Linked DNA regions of Danio rerio: region 1 is linked to region 2. A link is a contact called in public Micro-C data. All regions are on one chromosome and are shown on one strand. The core of a region is the stretch at or near the end of the contact, and the rest is flanking DNA. Distances in the headings are between cores, read along the strand shown.

Region 1 (4,796 bases), core at 1,435-3,934, 42 kb after region 2:
GCGGATATTCTCACCAGCATGAATGACACCTTTTAATTGCAACGCTACTGAGTGGCTGAGGCACAAAGGTCTTTATTTCTTTGAATGTACTTCCTGTGTAAACATTCAAGCTTCTCTGACTAAATAGCCTTTCCAGGTTCTTTTCACTAGTGATGTTGGTATTCCAGAGCTGTATTTCAGTTAAGCTACAGAAAAGTGAGGGAGGGGAATGCTTTTTGTGTGTTTGCGTAAAGTCAAATGCTGGCAACCTCACTGATCTGAAAACGCTCAATGAATCACTGGCCTGCATGAATCCCATCATCGGGGCTAAGGATTTCTATCAGCACTCAGCCTAAACCATTTTACGCAAATACGCGGGTAGACGCAAACTCAATTTTGTGCATCGATGCTTTCGACAATATCATAATATGCAACACATTCTTGTCATGTTGACACAAGGGGTGCTACAGTGAGTGTTTTCAGCCTGTGGAAGAGCATTTACTTTCTGAAAAGTAAAAACATCTTGTCATTGAGTTAGTGCTCTTAAATGGACAATCTTGTACTTTATCTACCTCTTAAAGCTTAACGTAAGCATCTTAACACCATCAATGCCACGGTCAATGCTACCATTAACTATTTTTAAGAGTAATTAATATATAATAACACACTTTTGTGGATACAAGTGGGGCTGGGGGATATGGCAAAAATGTCTCGATAATTATTTCCATTTTGAATGATAACTATATATTTCGATATAAGTTGTTAATGCTTCCATATTTAAAAGAGTACCCCAACAATGACTGAAGCCACAAAAATTTGAGGGTCCATCAAGTGGCATAACACATTTTAGGCCAATAAATTTCAGTTCTAAATGTTCTAATTTTATGTCTCTAATGCTTACAGATTTAAAAGAGTACCCCAACAATCACTGAAGCCACAAAAAATAGAGGGTCCATCAAATGGCATTACATATTTTAGGCCGTTAAAATTTTCAGCGCCAAAAATTCTGTACATCTCTAATATCAACACACTTTTAGATTCTTATTGTTGCACATTGCTGCTGTGTGATTGGCTTGTAGATCAATATTGAGTAAAAAAATGTCCAGAGCTATTATTATTAACACATATTTTATCCTGATTCAATATAATATTGTTTATTGGCTCAGCCCTAGATACAAGCCAAATGACAAAAACATATTGTTCCTAAACTTCACTAAATTTAAATATTTGTACTTGTGTGATAGCACTTAAAAGTTGGCTGCTATTGTTACAGAAGGTTTTAAGTGTGGCCATATTAGTTATGTCGACATTGTAAATGGAAAAACAGTGAACATATGAAAATTTGTCATATGCTCAGTTCCTTATTTCTTATGCTTGCAAGAAGTGCTTCTTCTCAACAACTCAAGGAGAACCATAACTAAACATTTTGTTCATACTGTATTTGTAATTTAACAACCCACTTTTAGGACATGAAGCCTTTAAAATGACCTAATGAATCTGGTGTTGGATTAAAGATGCATCTGAAAACTAGAACTGAAAACTGAGGCGAATAATTTAAGTATAAAGGTAATGTTAGGACCATTCACACTTTGCAAGAGTAAGCAGCCAATTTGAAGTTAGACAGGCACTTGTTTACTTGAACTATGACCAATGTAAAAATAACTGGACTGAACTTCAAATTCCGTCGTTGTATAAGAAATCTGAGGCCATGGATGATTCAATAAGACTAATTTTCCTGTCTTTTGTATCACAAAAAAAAGAAATAAATAAAATAAAATTTATATATATATATATATATATATATATATATATATATATATATATATATATATATATATATATATATATATATATATATATTCCCAATTAGTAAAAAACTACAGTGGGAGCAGGTGCTCTGAGGCGCGGGCTTGAAAAAACTAAACAAACAAAACACAATTTCCTTCAGTCATTTCCAATAGTTCCCCTCTCGCCTCCTTTAGACTTTATAAACTGAAGAAATATATTAGTGATACAAATACATAACGCGACAAATAAGACAATTTCTGCGACTTTTTTGCGCTGCAAGACTTTAGAAATGCGCGAACTCGAGCTACAGTTAGCCATCTCGCTAGTGCGCTAAACAATGGAAAAGACACCTGAAAAGCTAAATAACTCATACTGAGGTAAAATCTAATCAAGCCAAAATGTAAACCCAGTAATATCAGAAATGACAGATTTGTCTAAGCTTAGTCTTACGGCGACCGCTGTGAATAAGAGGAGCTAATGCTGTTAGCGGAGAGTCGCAACTCAGTGTATTGACATGCAGAAGAAAGCCTGACAAACTCCTGACGATTAGAGAGACGTAAAGACGCTGCTCTCCCTGTAAGCGATCATTATCTTCCGATTTACACCCGTTTCTCCTTCTGGAAGAAGCGAGATGTGGTCACCAATCCCTATCCAGCTCACACCTAATCCTGACTGAGTGTATTGGCTTTTCCAGCTCTGCCAAAAACAGGAAGAACAGTGCAGATGTTGATTATTAGAGGGTTATTCATCTCAAGCTTTTTGTTCTAATATAACAAAAAACTTGGTATACTTACAGTGTGCTGGACGCTAGTAAGAAATCCTGACGTTGTGCGGTTTTAAATTTTGAAAAGGAATCATAGTTTTGTTCGCCTCTTGTCTGGTCGGCTGGGTTACTTTGTCCACATTCCAGTCCTCACTGATGAAAAACTGTAGAGTCTCCTAAGGTAATATCCAAACGCAGGGAATGGGTTGTAGCGAGTGATTGACGCGCCGTCGACCAATCACGAGCTGAGAACTTATGCAAATATAAATTGTAGCCAATGGGAGCGCTCCAACCTAAAGTTCTGCGCTGTTTTCTATACGAAGCAGCCAATGGATGAAAAGTGGGCGGAGCGTCACGATGGGCGATGACAGGCCATCACAACAATTAGAAGAGAAGTATGTTTACATATGCTTCTTCAAATTGCAACAATGACAAAACATTCATCGGGCATGGTGGCATTTCTACGTATAAATGATTATATAGGACTATTTTAACAGGAAATCAAAACAAGACTTACTTAAATTTCCTTTATAGAATTGTTAGTTTTTTTCCCGTTTTGCCACATCATCAGCATCCTCCAGCATGTAGTTCTATTAGTTTATATATATATGTTTGTTTATAAGTAGACTACAAGCCTTGTAAAGAGATTTCTATACACAATGCATATAGCTCCATCTAGTGGATGTAGTGTATTGTAGTGTATTCATAGCTGTGATAAACCATATCATAAATTCAACATTGTTTACCTCGAGTATAATAAGTGATTTATATATTAACAACACTGCATTTGGTATTAATCAGTATAAATGTCATTATAAATTCATATTTTATCACTTATAAAATGATCCTTAAGGGTAAAGTTATATTAATATTAAAAATATTTCCAATACCTGTTAATGGCTGGTCAGCCATGACAATTTACTCATTTATTTTCTTTTCAGCTTAGTCCTTTTGTTATTCAGGGGTCGCCACAGTGGAATGAACAGCCAACTTGTCTAACATATGTTTCACGCAGTGGATGCCCTTCCAGCGAGAGGGTGCTCGCTGCAGAGCCATTTGAGGAGAGCTGAGCTCCAGCGAGGGGGAGCATGAGCTGTCGCTCCTCCTTCTGTAAGCTGTTTTAATGCGTACACCAACCCCACCCCTAACCCTACCCCCAGTGACATCACTCATAGAAGAAGTGCAAAAAAGGTGGAGCTCAAGCTTAAGCTCCCCCTCGCTGGAGCTCAGCTCTCCTCAAATGGCTCTGCAGCGAGCACCACTTGCTTCCAGCTGCAACCCATCACTGGGAAACACCCATACACTCTCATTCACACGGACACTGTTTAGTTTACTCAATTCACCTATAGTGCATGTCTTTTGGACTTGTGGGGGAAACCAGAGAAACTCCAAAGGAAATTAATGCGAACACTAGTAGAACATGCAAACTCCACACAGAAATGCCAACTGACCCAGCCAAGGCTCGAACTAGCGACCTTCTTGCTGTGAGGTGACCGCGGTACCCACTGGGCCACCATGCTGATCAAAAAAATCTACTGAACTATTAAATGGATCATTAATTAATTCATTAATTTATTCATTCATTCATTCAAGGTAAATAAAATAAATGTGGATTTGTAAATATCGAACTGTGTCAGGTGTCGCCACAGCAGAATGAACGGCCAACTTATCCAGATTATGTTTTACACAGCGGATGCCCTTCCACCTGCAACCCAGTACTAGGAAAGATCCATACACACTCATTCATACACTACGGCCAATTTAGTTTTTCCAATTCATCTATATCACACGTAGGGAAACCAGAGCACCTGGAGGAAACCAGGAAAACATGCAAAGTCCACACAAAAACACCAATTGAACTGACAAAATTAAATGTTGCAACTGACCCCTTGCAGAGGGACGGTTGCAACAACCCACAGAAACAATTGCAACAGTCATTAAAATGTAATCATAAAACGAAATCTAAAACACCAGGTTGGATGTTCTTTTTATTGTTTTGGTAAACAGACTAAATTTAAATTGGTTAAATTGTTAGATGTGTTAAACTGGCAATATAAATACAGGGTCACACTTTACAATGTTCATTAGTTAATGTTAATTAATGCATTTACTAAGATGAACAAACAATGAACAATACATTTACTACTGTTTTGTTCATGTTAGTTAACGTTAGTTAATGAAAATACAGTTGTTCATTATTAGTTCATGTTAACTCAGTGCATTAACTAATGTTAACAAGCATGGACTTGAATGTTAACAATGCATT
Region 2 (5,233 bases), core at 1,376-3,875:
TTCATTACTATTATTATTTATTATTTTTTATTTATAACTGTTTCTTCCTTGTTTTGTTTTGTATGGTCTTCTTATTATTGGAATTATAATCATATTTGTAATGCTTATTTTACTTATCAACATTAAGTTAAAAAATTCAGACTTCAACATCATGAGTCTGATCTTTAATGGAATGCATGAATTGATTCAATGTACACCTTGCACAAAATCAAATTCGCTTTTTGAGATCTCAGATTTCTCTTGCAAGTGCCATTTGCGCCTGCTGTTCTCGCTTAAATCCACCAGAGGCCACTGTTGACTGACTGACTGACTAATCGACTGACCCACCCTCCCCCCTCCCTAAACCCAACCGATAGTGTTTTTTAAAACACAGATTGACCCGCTGTTGGAAAAATAAAATGATGAATGAGAGAACCCAGTTCAGGAGACTCAAATAAGCAGAAACTTCTTTATTGAGTCATGTTTGTTAGTCTGCAGTCATACAGAAAGCAGGTCTAAAATGAGTCTATATTATGTTTTTAGAAGGATAAAATGAAGTAGGTAGGTAGGGGAATATACTTGGCAAGCCACTGACCACCAGTGGACCATCCACATGGAGGTAAGCGCTCAGCTGGTAGCGTGAAAAGGAACAACGTAATATCACACCCGTAGTGTTCATTTTAAATGCGAAATGCAGCCGACCAGATCTCTGGCTACATAATTTGCGACCTCCAGAAAGGTATATAGGGCTACATTTTCAAAATGAGCCTACATTGGATAGATTAATAATACAATTATAAAAAATTTGATAGCCAGTGCAGTTTTACTTAGAAAGCAAAAAAAAAAAAAAAACACTGACTTAATATCCTTGTTCAGTGGTAAAAAAAGTAAACACGTTTGGCTTTAAAAGTTAAACAGCTTTGAAAACAAAAAAAATGCTGAATGACTTGCAAAAGAATTATTCATAATTTAAGATGTTTTTTGTTTTTTCCCCCCTAAGATTAGGAAGGTTTGCTGTTGTTAGCTCGTTCTGTGTCACTGCATTAGGTCCATCTGCACCGCTCCATGTCGCCTTTTCACGCTGAGTCTGTGTGTGCTTCTAGAGACACACAAATAGCTTTCCTTCATCTGGCGTGAGGGTTCCAGGGCCTCTGATCGTGTCCATGATCATCTGCTGGAAACCTGCTATACATGACTCAACCTCACACTCCCAACACAATGACAAAGACAAGAGAACAGCGGCCGAAAAAACAAACGCTCTCTTCATTTGCATATTCCATCCTAAAGAGAGCCACATTCAGACCTTGGTAAATTTTTTATGTTCAAAAATGCAACTAAGTTTCATTAACTTTCCCCAAACCAGGCTCATTCTGAAAACGTACCTCTATATACATTTCTTGAGAACGCCAAATGCCTGCCAGGAGCTTTGTTTTTTGCAGTTTTTGTTTTTGCAAATCCACCAGAGGCCGCTGTGTACGTTTTTTCAGATCTGCAGACTCGCAGACCCACACAAGTTTCAGCACACACAATCCAGGACACACGATCTTGGCAGGGGCCGATCGATTATTTTGACATCTGTGCAGTTTTGGTACCCATATTATATAAATAAAAAAATAATTAGTTAAAACAGTAATGACTATAATTTGATTAAGCAAATAAGTACTATTCAATCACTGGAGTAATATAATAATATCGTGTTATACATTTATTAAATGTAAAATTATGTGTAGACAGCACTACCTACTGCGCCACTGCCTCACCCCTTTTATAAAAAGATAAGAAACATTTATTTAATTATTAATTGCACTGATTTATTATACACTGAAAAATAAGAATTTTGCTGCTTGTTCAAACTGCTTATTTAAAATTAGCTGAATCAACAATCAATTTTTTTTTTTGTGGACAACTTGATTGTTTTATGTTCGATCCATGTAAATTTAATAAGTTAACTTTATCGATTTGTGTTGGGACAACATCTATGATTTATGTGAAACCCTGCATTTATTTTGTTGTTGTTTTTACAGTGCTTTGACTTTTATTAGATTTTGTTTTTTACAATTAAAATTCTGAAAGAATACAGTATGTCATGCAATTGTAAGATTTCGTAATTCCCAAACAGCTGTTTTTGGTTTCTTTTTAGGTTAATTAAATAAAACTTGTATTTACTTATGCAACAAACTTCAGCGAAATAGCTGACTTTATTGCATATAATGCTTATAATGCATTTTGAATTATGAAATATATTATAAATACACTAAACAAACAGTTTCATTTATTTTACTACTATAATCTATTACTATACTGTACTATTATATTATATTATATTATATTATATTATATTATATTATATTGTATTATATTATATTATATTATATTATATTATATTATATTATATTAATTATATTATATTATATTATATTATATTATATTATATTATATTATATTATATTATATTATATTATATTATATTATATTGTTATATACAACCCAGGTCTTTCAGTAAAGTGTTGTATGCATGTCTTGGCTTGGACCTGGATGCCTGAATGAAGTTTTTGCATTTTTGTTTTTTTATAGCAGAGGGTTTCTACATGCTCTGCCTGTGGGTCGACTGATGACATCATGGGCCAGTAATGTTTGGAGCCCCAGTGCTGGAGGGCTCTGTATTTACTGACACTGAACTCTCAGACTGAGGAATGTGCTGTAAACAGGGGATCCCTTAAAGCTCAGGGTTAAAACAGCCTGTCTGTACTTGTGCATGTCAGTGATTCAGAAACTTCTGTCCCTGTAGTTGGTTTTGACAGGGAAAAGATTACCATATTTATGCAATTATTAAGTCTTATTATGCAGAACAGCAATCTAAGCACGCTAGTCTTGCTGTGGATTATAGATTTTTGACAAATCCTTTTAATCTGAACAGTTTTAAAGTCGACAAATCTCACAACCAGCTGATGACAGGCAAGACTTATAATGATTTCTGACATTTGATGGTTGGATTTGGCCACCAACTGGAAAAAAAAAAAATATTATTTCGTCTTTGCCACAATGACAGTACATAATATTTTACTAGTTAGTAGTTTTGCAAGATACTAGTATTCAGTTGAAATTCCAACTTAAAGGCTTTGCTAGGTTAATTAGGTAAAGTAACATTATAAAATTACCAAATATTATTGAATAACATTAACATAAGTTAATTATTTTAACTAGGCAAGTTAGATTAATTCAGCACACACAGGTGTTGGACAATCAAACTGTCTAAAATCATATCTAAATTTAACCAGCCCCCCAGGGACTGATCCTTATTGATTGCACATCCCACCAGTAAGAGCAGAGTGTGAGGGTTTATTTATCATAGTAATAGCACAGGTTTGCCACCATGGTGCCAGCAGCGAAAGTCTTGGGACAATCTGAAACATGAGTCCACCTTCACATCTGAGAGAGTTACGGTGTGGAGAAGCCCCAAATAAGTGTACAACCCAAATTGTTGCATGCCCAGAGTGAAAAATGGGGGTTGATCAGTAATGGTTTGGGCTATATATCATGGCATTCCCTAGGCCTAATGTTTGTGCTAGATGGGCATGTCACCATTCTGGAGGACCATGTGCACCCAATGGTTCAAACATTGTATCCTGAAGGCATTGTTGTATATCAGGATGATAACGCACAAATACACACAGCAAGACTGGTGACAGAGTGGTTTGATGAACATAAAAATGAAGATGAACATCTGTCATGGCCTGCACAGTCACCAGACCGAAATATTATTGAGGCACTTTTGGGTGTTTTGGGGGAACAAGTCAGGAAACATTTTCCCTTCAGCATCACTTAGTGACCTGGCCACTATATTGCAAGAATGGCTCAAATCCCTTTGGCCACTGTGTAGGAATTGTATCTGTCATTCCCACGATGAATTGATGTTGTATTGACTGCAAAAGGGAGGCCCTGCCAGTGGTGTAAAATAATAATAATAATAATAATAATAATAATTAATATTAATTCCTTTAATAATTCCTTACATTTATATAGCGCTTTTCCAGACACTCAAAGCACTTTACGCATTGGGGGTAATCTCCTCATCCACCACCAGAGTGCATCATCCACTTGGATGACGAGATGGCAGCCATATTGCGCCAGATCGCACACCACACACCAGCTGATTGGTGGAGAGGAAACAGTGATGAAGCCAATTATGATATGGGGTTGGTTAGGAGGCCATGATGAACAGAAGCTAGTGGACAAATTTGGCCAGGAGTTAAACTCCTACTTTTTTTTTTTTTTTTTTTTAAAGGACATCCTGGGATTTTTTTATGACTACAGAGAGTTAGGAGCTTGGTTTAACGTCTCATCCAAAAGACGGCGCTCACTGAGCAGTATAGAGTCCCCTTTACTATACGGGGGCATTAGGACCCACACAGACCACAGGATGAGCGCTTTTAGTACTCTTTCCAACACTTGGCCCTACAACATACTAATGAATTATTGCGGTCTTAAACCAGCTTCAAGTTTTATTGTCCAATTCCTGTATATATATATATACATATATACATTAAATATATATATATACATATATATATATGTATATATATATATATATATATATATATATATATATATATATATATATATATATTCATTCATTCATTTTTTTGTCGGCTAAGTCCCTTTATTAATCTGGTGTCGCCACAGCAGAATGAACCGCCAACTTATCCAGCATGTTTTTACGCAGCACATGCCCTTTCAGCCGCAATCCATCTATGGGAAACATCCACAGACATACTCAGTCACACTCATACACTACAGACAGTTTAGCCTACCCAGTACACCTTTACTGCATGTCTTTGGACTGTGGGGGAAACCGGAGCACCCGGAAAAAACCCACGCAGACGCAGGGAGAACATGCAAACTCCACACAGAAACGCCAACTGATCCAGCCGAGGCTCGAACTAGCCTTCCTGTGAGGCAACAGAACTACCTACTGCACCACTTATACATATATTTCTTAAGGAAGCTTATTATGTTGACTTTAAAAATAGTTAAAAAATTACTTTTATTACAGCAAAACTAAAATAAATAGGACTTCTCCAGAAAAAAAGTATATTATAGGAAATACTAAGAGAATATTCTTATTCCATTAAAACCCTAATATTTTTTTGATTTTTTTAGGTTTTAGCTTATAAATGCCTCTAAATACCAAGAAACCTGGTTAATTCAAGGAACTTTTACATTTGAATAAGTCAGAGTGTATGGAGAAACTGTC

What was found. A called contact is a pair of places that touch in the nucleus more often than the background predicts.
Region 1: a Micro-C map of caudal fin shows a contact between it and region 2, with 2.1 times the contacts expected there. The contact joins the promoter of enc2 here to the enhancer-like site in region 2. A contact is called at or near these places in 2 of 18 Hi-C or Micro-C datasets (caudal fin and an unstated tissue) and 3 of 4 datasets of contacts at active chromatin or transcription factors (caudal fin, embryo and gastrula embryo).

What each region holds. Positions count from the first base shown.
Region 1 is chr25:12,203,675-12,208,470 of GRCz12tu, forward strand. enc2 (ectodermal-neural cortex 2) reads right to left here and starts at 2,685. Exons shown (of 5, transcript XM_073942911.1): 1 at 2,562-2,685; 2 at 2,312-2,463. The region is part of intron 2 of agbl1 (AGBL carboxypeptidase 1); the gene reads left to right.
Region 2 is chr25:12,161,641-12,166,873 of GRCz12tu, forward strand. The region is part of intron 2 of agbl1 (AGBL carboxypeptidase 1); the gene reads left to right. Among named protein-coding and RNA genes, the nearest start is that of agbl1, 33 kb to the left of the region's middle. Within about 2 kb of position 2,626, at least 20 of the 62 cell types and tissues checked have an H3K27ac peak or open chromatin away from gene starts, as enhancers often do. A contact at or near this core is called in caudal fin, where this site is marked.